Regions from separate parts of the Mus musculus genome. Here all the other regions are linked to region 1. Evidence: chromatin contacts called from public promoter capture Hi-C data. All regions are on one chromosome and are shown on one strand. Each heading gives the region's core, a stretch centred on a gene start, on an enhancer-like site or on the middle of the called end of the contact. The rest is flanking DNA. Distances are from core to core; before and after follow the strand shown. Region 1 holds the start of A930011G23Rik (RIKEN cDNA A930011G23 gene). Region 2 overlaps Rasgef1b (RasGEF domain family, member 1B). Region 3 has its middle 13 kb from the start of Gm35394.

The links. Promoter capture Hi-C pulls out the DNA fragments that hold promoters and counts their contacts.
Region 2: a contact with region 1 is called in a promoter capture Hi-C map of liver, with 5 times the contacts expected there. The contact joins the enhancer-like site here to the promoter of A930011G23Rik in region 1. A contact is called at or near these places in 5 of 39 promoter capture datasets (the 3T3-L1 cell line, cranial neural crest, liver and 2 more), 23 of 484 Hi-C or Micro-C datasets (LSK cells, adipose-derived mesenchymal stem cells, bone marrow-derived macrophages and 12 more), 15 of 115 datasets of contacts at active chromatin or transcription factors (SST interneurons, craniofacial prominence, embryonic basal ganglia and 11 more) and 2 of 9 other capture datasets (embryonic stem cells and liver).
Region 3: a contact with region 1 is called in a promoter capture Hi-C map of liver, with 2.6 times the contacts expected there. The contact joins the enhancer-like site here to the promoter of A930011G23Rik in region 1. A contact is called at or near these places in 4 of 39 promoter capture datasets (cranial neural crest, hippocampal neurons and liver) and 4 of 115 datasets of contacts at active chromatin or transcription factors (embryonic basal ganglia, embryonic forebrain, forebrain and 1 more).

The regions. Positions count from the first base shown.
Region 1 is chr5:99,727,647-99,730,573 of GRCm38.p6, forward strand. A930011G23Rik (RIKEN cDNA A930011G23 gene) reads right to left here and starts at 1,414. Exons shown (of 4, transcript NR_030692.1): 1 at 1,098-1,414.
Region 2 is chr5:99,238,248-99,241,174 of GRCm38.p6, forward strand. Rasgef1b (RasGEF domain family, member 1B) reads right to left here. Exons shown (of 14, transcript NM_181318.4): 4 at 2,576-2,713. Among named protein-coding and RNA genes, the nearest start is that of Rasgef1b, 13 kb to the right of the region's middle. Within about 2 kb of position 1,549, at least 13 of the 459 cell types and tissues checked have an H3K27ac peak or open chromatin away from gene starts, as enhancers often do. A contact at or near this core is called in liver, where this site is marked.
Region 3 is chr5:99,282,467-99,285,393 of GRCm38.p6, forward strand. No RefSeq gene overlaps it. Among named protein-coding and RNA genes, the nearest start is that of Gm35394, 13 kb to the left of the region's middle. Within about 2 kb of position 1,360, at least 21 of the 459 cell types and tissues checked have an H3K27ac peak or open chromatin away from gene starts, as enhancers often do. A contact at or near this core is called in liver, where this site is marked.

The DNA of each region.
Region 1 (2,927 bases), core at 164-2,663:
TTCCACGTGACTTCGGATAAAACAAAAACAAAAAAACAAAAACAAAAAAAAACCTAGGATAGCAATGGTGAAGGGCGTCCAAGAGGCAGCTGAGGAAGGCTCTAAGAGTTTAGGTCCTAAACAATTCCTTGCTGAAGGAACCCACTGCATGACTGAGAGAAGAAACCCATGTCTATATCTCTGCCAGCCTGGAAACTGCCGACTGAAGGCCAAGGCAGCTCAGGGAAACCTCAGACTGCCAGGATGGTTATGAGACAGTGGTGGTGGCAAGGCTAGTTGACATGGCCAGAGTCAGCCCTCTGGTCCTGACCTGCTTGTCAGGTAGTCTGTAGGAGAGGGCGGGGGATTGAGGGGGGCGAGGTAAGAGACAGTGGGTACTCTGTTCTGACTGTAGAGTGTGAAGGGTCATACAACCCAGAACTGTCCGTACTGAGTGGCCCATATGGGTCTCATATTAAACGCTGATGCTGCCATTTCCCCAGAGGATCAGCCAGCCAGTCAGCCAGCTGCTAGCAAAGCCGCTTGCAGCAGGGTCGCTGCTACCTCGGGGAGGTGTGAGCAATTAGGTGTGCCTGCCTTCAGAAGGCGCGATGTGGTTAGTCTCACCTCACACCCCTCCCCTTCCCCGGCGTACCTCCCACCAGAAGAAACGAGTTAACTTATACGGAGTTTATCGCCTCGCTGGAGGTTGGGGGAAGGGAGTGGTTAGAGCAAGCACGACAGTGGGAACCTTGTTGACTGACAGATTGTTTCTGCTAATCATTTAGGCTAGCCATGGTAGACAGCGGAAGGATGAGCAGGCAACAGCTCATCTTCAAATGTGCCTGGCTTGTTAGGCAAGGGATAACTCGCAAAACTCGCGATTCACAAACATGTTCACCTATCAACTAGGAAAGAGAAAAAAAAAAAACAAAACACGCAACGCGGTCTGGGGAGACCAGAATTCAAGCCCGGCGGCTTCCATCTCCCCTTCCCCGGCCCCGCCCCAGAAGTCCTCCAGGTGAGGCGCACTTGCCAAGTGGTGGGGACCCTAGGGGCGGGTCAGGACTGTTAGCTGTCGCCCACAGCCACCTCTGCAGGACACACCCTCTACCTACCTCCAGCACGGGAGAGGCGCCCTTGCTCGGCAGCGTGCAGCCCAGGAGCGCCGCGAGAAACTTTGCCATATACGAGCAGGGAGGCAGGGTCCCCCTCGCGCTCGCCGCCTCTGTCCTCGACCCGTGCCAGAGCTGGGGTGGGCAGGGCGGACCCAAGCTCGTGGACCCGGGTGGGGGCGGGGATCCGCCCGCCAAGGTCGTCCCGTCGGGGGTCTCTGGGCCTGCAGGGAGCTCGTCGCTGCCACTCGGGAGGTGCCCGGGTGAGAGGAGCAGACAGCCGCGGGCGCCCCTGCCTCCGCGCTGCGGGAGCCCGGGCTGCGTTAGCCTCACCAGCTGAATGTCACTAGCGCCGTAGTAAAGGGAAGGGCCCCGCCGAGGGGGTGTCGGGAGGGCCAACGGCGCACGACCTGCGGCGGCGCTGGGGCAAGGGCGGCGGGGAGCTCAGAGCAGCGACAGCCCAGCCCGCCCAAGGGTAGAGTGCAGGCGACGCCTCAAGTGAGAGCCTAAGCCGGCGACCGGGGGGGGGGGTGGGGGGGGGTGGGGGGGAGGCGGGGGGGGCACGCTGAGAGCTAGCGGCCAAGGCGGGAGGGGCTGTTCACCCAGGTGACCCACTTCCCTAGTTTCTGCCCGATTTGCGACAATGCAGGTGGGAGAGGAGGGAGCCCAGGTCCACAGACATTTGGCGAGTTACCACGACAGAACTCGAGCTACCCGCAAGGGCTCCCCAATGGCACGTGCCAGCCCCACCCTTCCAGTAGGAAAGGAGGTGGTTCCAAACCCAGGATTAAGAACCCTGCTCCTGCCACACGTGAGCCCCTGACACTGGGTGGGATCTGCACCAGTAAACACTAAAGAGGAGGAGAGGGCGATCGCTCTCTCCTTGGCCTGCCTCCCAGCCAGGACGGCCCAGGATGGGCAAGGCTGGAACCTGAACACTGCGACACACACGCAGATGCGGCCTGTTGTGCGGTCCAAGAACTGGACCTGGCAGAATTCTCTTTGACTCAAGACACGGGGCCAGCATTGCACTCGGTCTAGTTTTACTGCTCACAGCTGTGGCTCTCACTTAGTGTACTATGGGTGGTCTCTGAAGCTTGTTTAAAATGAGAAGTCCTGAGCTGCAATAAGTGCGGGGATACTTCAGCATCTGCTCCATCATTAGTTACTCCCAGACTCCTCTGCACGTGGTGTCAGGCTGTGGTTTGGAAAAGAAAAAAAAAAAAAAAAAAAAAAAAAAAAAAAAAAAAACACTGCCCAACTGTGCCAATGTCAGAGGTTCAGAAAGGACAACAGGGGCCCTTGAGTAAAAAAGTTAAGTCCCCTGATTTTATATAAAAGTACTAGACCAGGAAAGTCTTTGGTTCTCAAGCTCTTTTCGGGACCCTGGGGCAACAGTGACCAGACTGTAGATGCTTACTGGCTGGGGTGACTAGAAAATGGACATTTGGGTGCAAAGTGGTGAATATGTGAGGCTAGACTTTTCTGTCAATCCACAACTCTCACTGGCATAACAGAAGTACAAGGATGAATCTTTTAAAATACTGGAATTGGCTTGTTGATCCACCAGCACTTTCAACTATTGAAACCTCTCCAGATTCTCTCCCTCCTGGGAGCTCAGAGAATTTTGAAGACCCATGGTTGAAACTATATTCCGAACTTAAAGAAGCTAATGCCCTTGATTTTCTTAATGAATTAGGTGATTCAGTGCACAAAGCTTTCTACAAGATGGGGAAAAATCGGAAAATGATTTTACTGGCTGGCTGCTCTTAGTATCTGTGGAAAAAATGATGAATGAAAGGAAGGAGTTGTGTGATAAAATCGAAAGTCTCC
Region 2 (2,927 bases), core at 299-2,798, 490 kb before region 1:
TCAAAAATGGGAGGGTCTGTGACTTGGAGTCGTGGGAGGTCTCTCTGAGAAGAGAAATTTAGGTACTCGATAGCAGGGAGACTGCCAAGACTGTTAAGTGCAGCAAGGGCCTTTAACACATTAGCACAAGGCACTTAGCGCCATGATTTATGGAATGAGAAGGGAACTAGGAATTTAGAGGACTAGCCAGAACACACCCAAATCAAGCAACTGTTATGTGTGGAGCCAATTCCTAAATTCTGGATAAAAGCAGCCAAGAAATGGCAGCTATCCTGAAGCCCTGGCCAGTGAAGGCAGGCATGTCCTCCATGTACATGCGTTCAGTGTACTCCCCAGTAAATCCTGTTTACCTACTAATGAGCCAGCTGACCTCTCCATGCTGTTAACACAAGCGTATCAACATCAATGAGAAGTTGGGGTCAGAGGATGTCTGTCCCTTTCCTCCATTTCCCCCAATTCCTGAAGCTGTGACCTTGTGGATAAAGACCAGATCTCAGTAAACAAATGAAAAGAAACACTATGGTTTTTATTTCCATAAGAAAGACCAAAAGCCATCAATTTGGCATTTTCAAATCACTGCATTTTATCTTTAAAATTAATAATAATAATAATAATAATAATAATAATAATAAAGTCTAGAAGTATAGCTCAGCAGTTAAGAGCACCGACTGCTCCTTCAGAGGTCCTGACTTCAATTCCCAGCAACCACATCGTGGTTCACAACCATCTGTATGGAATCTGAGGCCCTCTTCTGGTGTGTCTGAAGAGAGCAACAGTGTACTCACAGACATAAAATAACTAAAATAGATCTTTAAATATAATAATAATAACCATGTATTTCTTTTATGGGAAGAAACAAGTTTAGAAGCAATTTCTAGTTCCTATCTCTGAGAAGCAACAGAGAAGAGATCGGCCGGCAGCATGGATAGCTCCGTATAATTGAACCAAACTGAAAAATTGACTGTGACTCAGATCTTAGCTTCAGAGAAGATACAGCCCTGGGATGGCACTCATCCTTTGACCAGTTTGTCATAAGCCAAAGCCACTGAGCCAACCTAGGCCCTGCCGAGCAGCCAGCAGCTGCCATCCCTAACAGAACGCTCCCGGCAAACTGCACTGTTGGACATTCACCTTTGTGGGTGTCCATCTGCATCGGTTCATTCTCAGCAGGAAGAACCTAAGACAGGCAAACGGATCAGAAGAGCCACAGCCAGCGGGGCGTTCCTCACGGCGCCAGGAAAGAAGCTTGAAAGCATTAAGTCTTGGGTTAAAACCATATGAGAGAGCTAAGTGCTCAGAAGAGCTGGTTTTGCCTCCTGTCATGGATCTTAGGATAGGAGAATGGCAGTAAGACACAGTGACACGGGTCAGGTCAGGTGTCTTGAGGTGTTATCTCTGCAGCACAGAGCTGAGGGAACCACTTCTCCAGAGAGCTGACACGGAGGCCCAGTGCATCTCTCCACAAATGGGACATCGCTCACTCACTGCCAGGTGCCTCTTTCTAGGTGACAGCGTTACATCCGTGCCAAACTTGTTCCCAGAAACTTATCAGCCACACGGAAACTACAAAGCTATCCCTTGCCCAACAAGCTTTAACACACAAAGTTAGCCCTCCGGGCCTGCTTCAAATAACCTCGACTCTATTGAAGCCGGTTAGCACCTGCCTATCAAAGGCTCAGCTGAGGTAAGTGATATTTATGAAGCATGACCTAAGAGACTTTGAATCTCCACTTATTCTGGGTCCTACCCTTGAAGCAACTTCCGGCACCAGAATCCTTGGATTGTCTCCTGCAGGCCACCCCCAGCCCCAGGAGTCACCTTTGCTAATTATACAACAGTGCACCCTCTCTCTTTTATCAAGAAGAGTTCACGGTGAACACTGTAAAAGGCATGTTAAGCCTCCGACACGAAATCCCTCCACGGAACGCTTTGCTTACTGTTTCTCCTGTACATCATCACACTTATGTCTGTCTGGCAAATGTTCTACTGGCCCCAAATTTCTAAGTTTTTCACTTAATGCCTAGAATAATTAGTATGTTTCTTTCTCTCCCCCTGACTATCTGTAAACAGCTGTATTTCCCTTTGATTCCGTATTTACAAGCCACAGCCATCCTTGCCAGCTACACTCATACTAAACACTAGCATAAGTGCTTTCCCCTCCACGGCCTGGGACTGTCTATTTCTAATTAAGAGTTATTAACACGCTATTTAGCTGTATCTACCTTAAGTGTGGGCAGACACAGAGATTAATATGTGAGCTGGGTCAAACCTTTGCAGAAGACAGACTGAGGTGCAATGAAATCAAACCACACCTGACATCCTGAGTTAGCACCAACACTGCCCTCAAGTAACCCCATAGAACTGTAGGTCACACTCATGTGAAGTGGACTGGGGTAGTTATTCCCCACCCAACCTGCCAAAAGGCCAAGGTAGGCTATGTAGAGGGCTGTCCAAAGTCAACACACACACACACACACACACACACACACAAAAACCACTGCCAAGTTCTGTGGCAATCCAACCCAGGTCCCTCCTAGGCTTCATCTGGAAGTGCCAATGGCTTTCGGTGACCAACCTCCTCGCCACTGGCCATCCTGTGCGCCAGGTCCTTGAGGTTCCTCATCATTCTCTCGTCCCGGAAGTCATACGGAAATGTTTCTGTCCACTCTGTCAAGAGCTGAAGGATTTTAGGTGCAATTTTTCTCATCTGGTTCTAGGGAGAAAAGGAAATCTGCGTCAGAGATATCCATCACTGTGGTCCTCGATAAATAAACAACCAAGTAACTGGTGTGGCTGGCTGACGTCTAGTGCTGCAAACTCTCTGGAGTGGAAGAGGCATCAAGTGCAGTCAACCAAGGTGGGACTGAGGGTCCTCTGTGACTTTTATTCTATCCTTTGTACTTTTTATTTTATTTTTATTTTGCAGT
Region 3 (2,927 bases), core at 110-2,609, 450 kb before region 1:
AAACAAACACAGATGGAAACTAAAATTTTTATATCTGATTTAAGAGGGTCTATATGCCATCTAAAGGAATATAAAAGAGTCTATATACCTTGTAAATGTAGCTGTGAGTTTGAGACTTATGGATATGGTATGGACTCAGTATTAGCTGCTTTTAAAAAAGAATCCCACATCCATATGTATATGTGAAATTTTCATTTCACACAAAATGACTCAATATAGTTGTTAAGTACACAGAGCTTAGAAGCACATCTGTAGATTGCCCATATGATCTGATGATCTGAGGGATGCAGCGTGTAACTTCTAGAAGATGAACATTAAATGATTACTCTCTGTACAGTAAAATATTTGGGTTTGGATATAATTTTTCAGATAATTCCATTCAGTGCAAAGAAACCAACATACATAATAAGTCCCTTCTTGCATATTTCTGTTTCCAGAAGTCAACAATTACCCTGATGAGCTGTGATGGAGTTTGCTGTTTCTTATTCTTGGAAGTCAGCTGACTGCTCCAAAGCACACATAGAGAAGGATGAGTTCTACTGTGCTGACTGAGACAGTAGAGACAAGGTATGTACCTACAAGATACAATGTTCTACTGTGCTGACTGAGACAAGGTATGTACTTACAAGATACAATGCTCCCCACACTTGCCTACAAAATACAGTACCCCCAACACTTTTCAGGACTGCACTGAAAAGTGAGGACGTTAACCAGAATATGGACATTAGTCCACAAAGTTATTGCCTTCAAATAATTTTAAAAGAGCAGAAAGAACTTAGAAGAAATCGCTTTGTTTTGGGGAAATTTTCATAGGCTCCAGATAAGCTTCCCAGTCACAAAATATGCTTCAGAGAAGAGCGGGTTGGGGGCCATCAGCGGCTGAAAGCATTAAGTCACCAGTCTTTAAATTAACTTGTCCTAGTCCCTATCTGAGCCAACAACGGGAGGTGGGGTGGGAGGGAGAGAACTCTTCCTTTGATATCAAAAGTCAAACAAATGTTAAATTTTATTTTTGAATGACAGACTCCCACATTAACTCCTACCCCAAAACTAGCAACTATAAATTTAGTCCATTTGTGAAACCCAAGGTTTTTCTGGAGTGTGAGACAATTCAGATCTCTGTGCCTTGCTCATCACAGAAGCTGTCTCCTGTACTGTGACATCCATCTTGATGGGAAATAGATATGTTAAGAAAGGGGTAAGTCATTTAGAATCAGATGATTCTGGGGGTCCCCAATGATATAAATAGGCTTGTTCAGAATCGACCAAAGGGAGTCAAGTTACTGATATCACGTCCCACCACATCTGTGTGTCCTACAGTCATACCTCATCAAATAGTTGCTCAATACATAGCTGTTCTCACAGTATTGTGCAAGTATTGGCTCTGAGGTCAGACCCACTTGAGAGGCTGGCAGCCTTGGTGGCGTGCTGTACAAGTTTCTATGGTTTTATTCTACTTATTCCTCTAAGCTTCCAGTTCTAAAGAATGAAGGAACTCCATCAAGTGAATGAATATTAAAAGATGCCTAAATTCCCATCCACCCTAGACACTACTGCTCAAAATACTATGTCAAGAAACATCAATGAGGACCTACAGAAAGAGACAAAAACAATTACTCTACCAAAATGATGGATGTTTCAGGGACTGGCCAAACAAACAAACAAACCTCTTCTATTACCAAGAAAAGTTGTTCAATGGAAGTCGTAAAACGTAGAGCCTGAGAGATGCACAACCCAGGATATATTGGTGAAGTATGCTAAGCTCTTTGAGGAGCAGATTCTAAAACAAAACTGTCCTTCTGGGAGTGAAAACTCATCTCCAATGACTTTTCTTACTCATCACTCTCTTCCTTCCCCATGACCTCACGACTCCTAACCCCAAACACTACAGTGGCCCCAGATGGTAAATAAATATATCTCATCTTGCAGATCTTATTATTTTAAAGGTGAATATATTTCAGTCATAAAACTTGGAATGTCTTCATTTGAGATAATAGATTGGCCAAATTTAAGAACGCATAAACCTGTAAGCAGAACTTTCGTAACCAAGTCCCCTGAGATCATAGTGTTCCCAGGGTATTACGTCATCTCCACTGGGTCAACACTACAGTTGACTTGAGTGGCAGAAGTCCAAAGCACACAGCTATGCTGGTTTGTGTATTTTATGATGCTGAAGGTGTGACTTCTCTTGAAGATAGCACCCTAGAATGGAACTTCCAAGGGTGTTTATTTAGTCGTGTGTTCATTTGTTCGTTCGTTCATTCTTTCGTTTACTATGTTACATTCACCTTATTTAAAAGGGTGATAAAGACACCTGTTTGGAGAGTTATGGAAGTCTGCTAGGCTGCTTTTGTAGAAGACAAAGAGCATGAACTTTAATTGAGATAATGGTAATATTTCATGGCAGATTACTGCATTCTGTTCAAATCCCTGCTGTTGTTCCAGTTAGAATCAATGGTCTTCTTTCTTACCAGTTCCCTCAAATGTATAGGTTGCTGTAACCTGCTAGGAATATACTAGATTTTCTTAATGAAGATAGATCTATATCACAGCAGTGGGGCAAGTGATACAGCAAACAGCTAATTCTTGCTTCATTAAGTCAAACCAAGTAATTCTTTTTAAATGAAGAAGCTCGCCCTGCTTTCCGGTAAATATTTGTTATCGAAGCAGCAGTGAGAACTATGCTATGTAAATCTTAACCCTCTTTAGGGGTCCTGGGGGGCATTTCTACTAGGACCTCACTGAGAATGATAAATATTCAAAAGTAAAGCACAGGTTTAGAGGCATGTGTATAGGAAGCTTTGTAAATCTGACTCCCGGAGTTTGTGATTTTAAAAATGTGTGTGTGTGTGTGCATTCACTCTCTCATTTACTGTTGAAAATATTGTAATCCCCCAAGGGTCTCCCAGCCTTACTGTGAATTACAA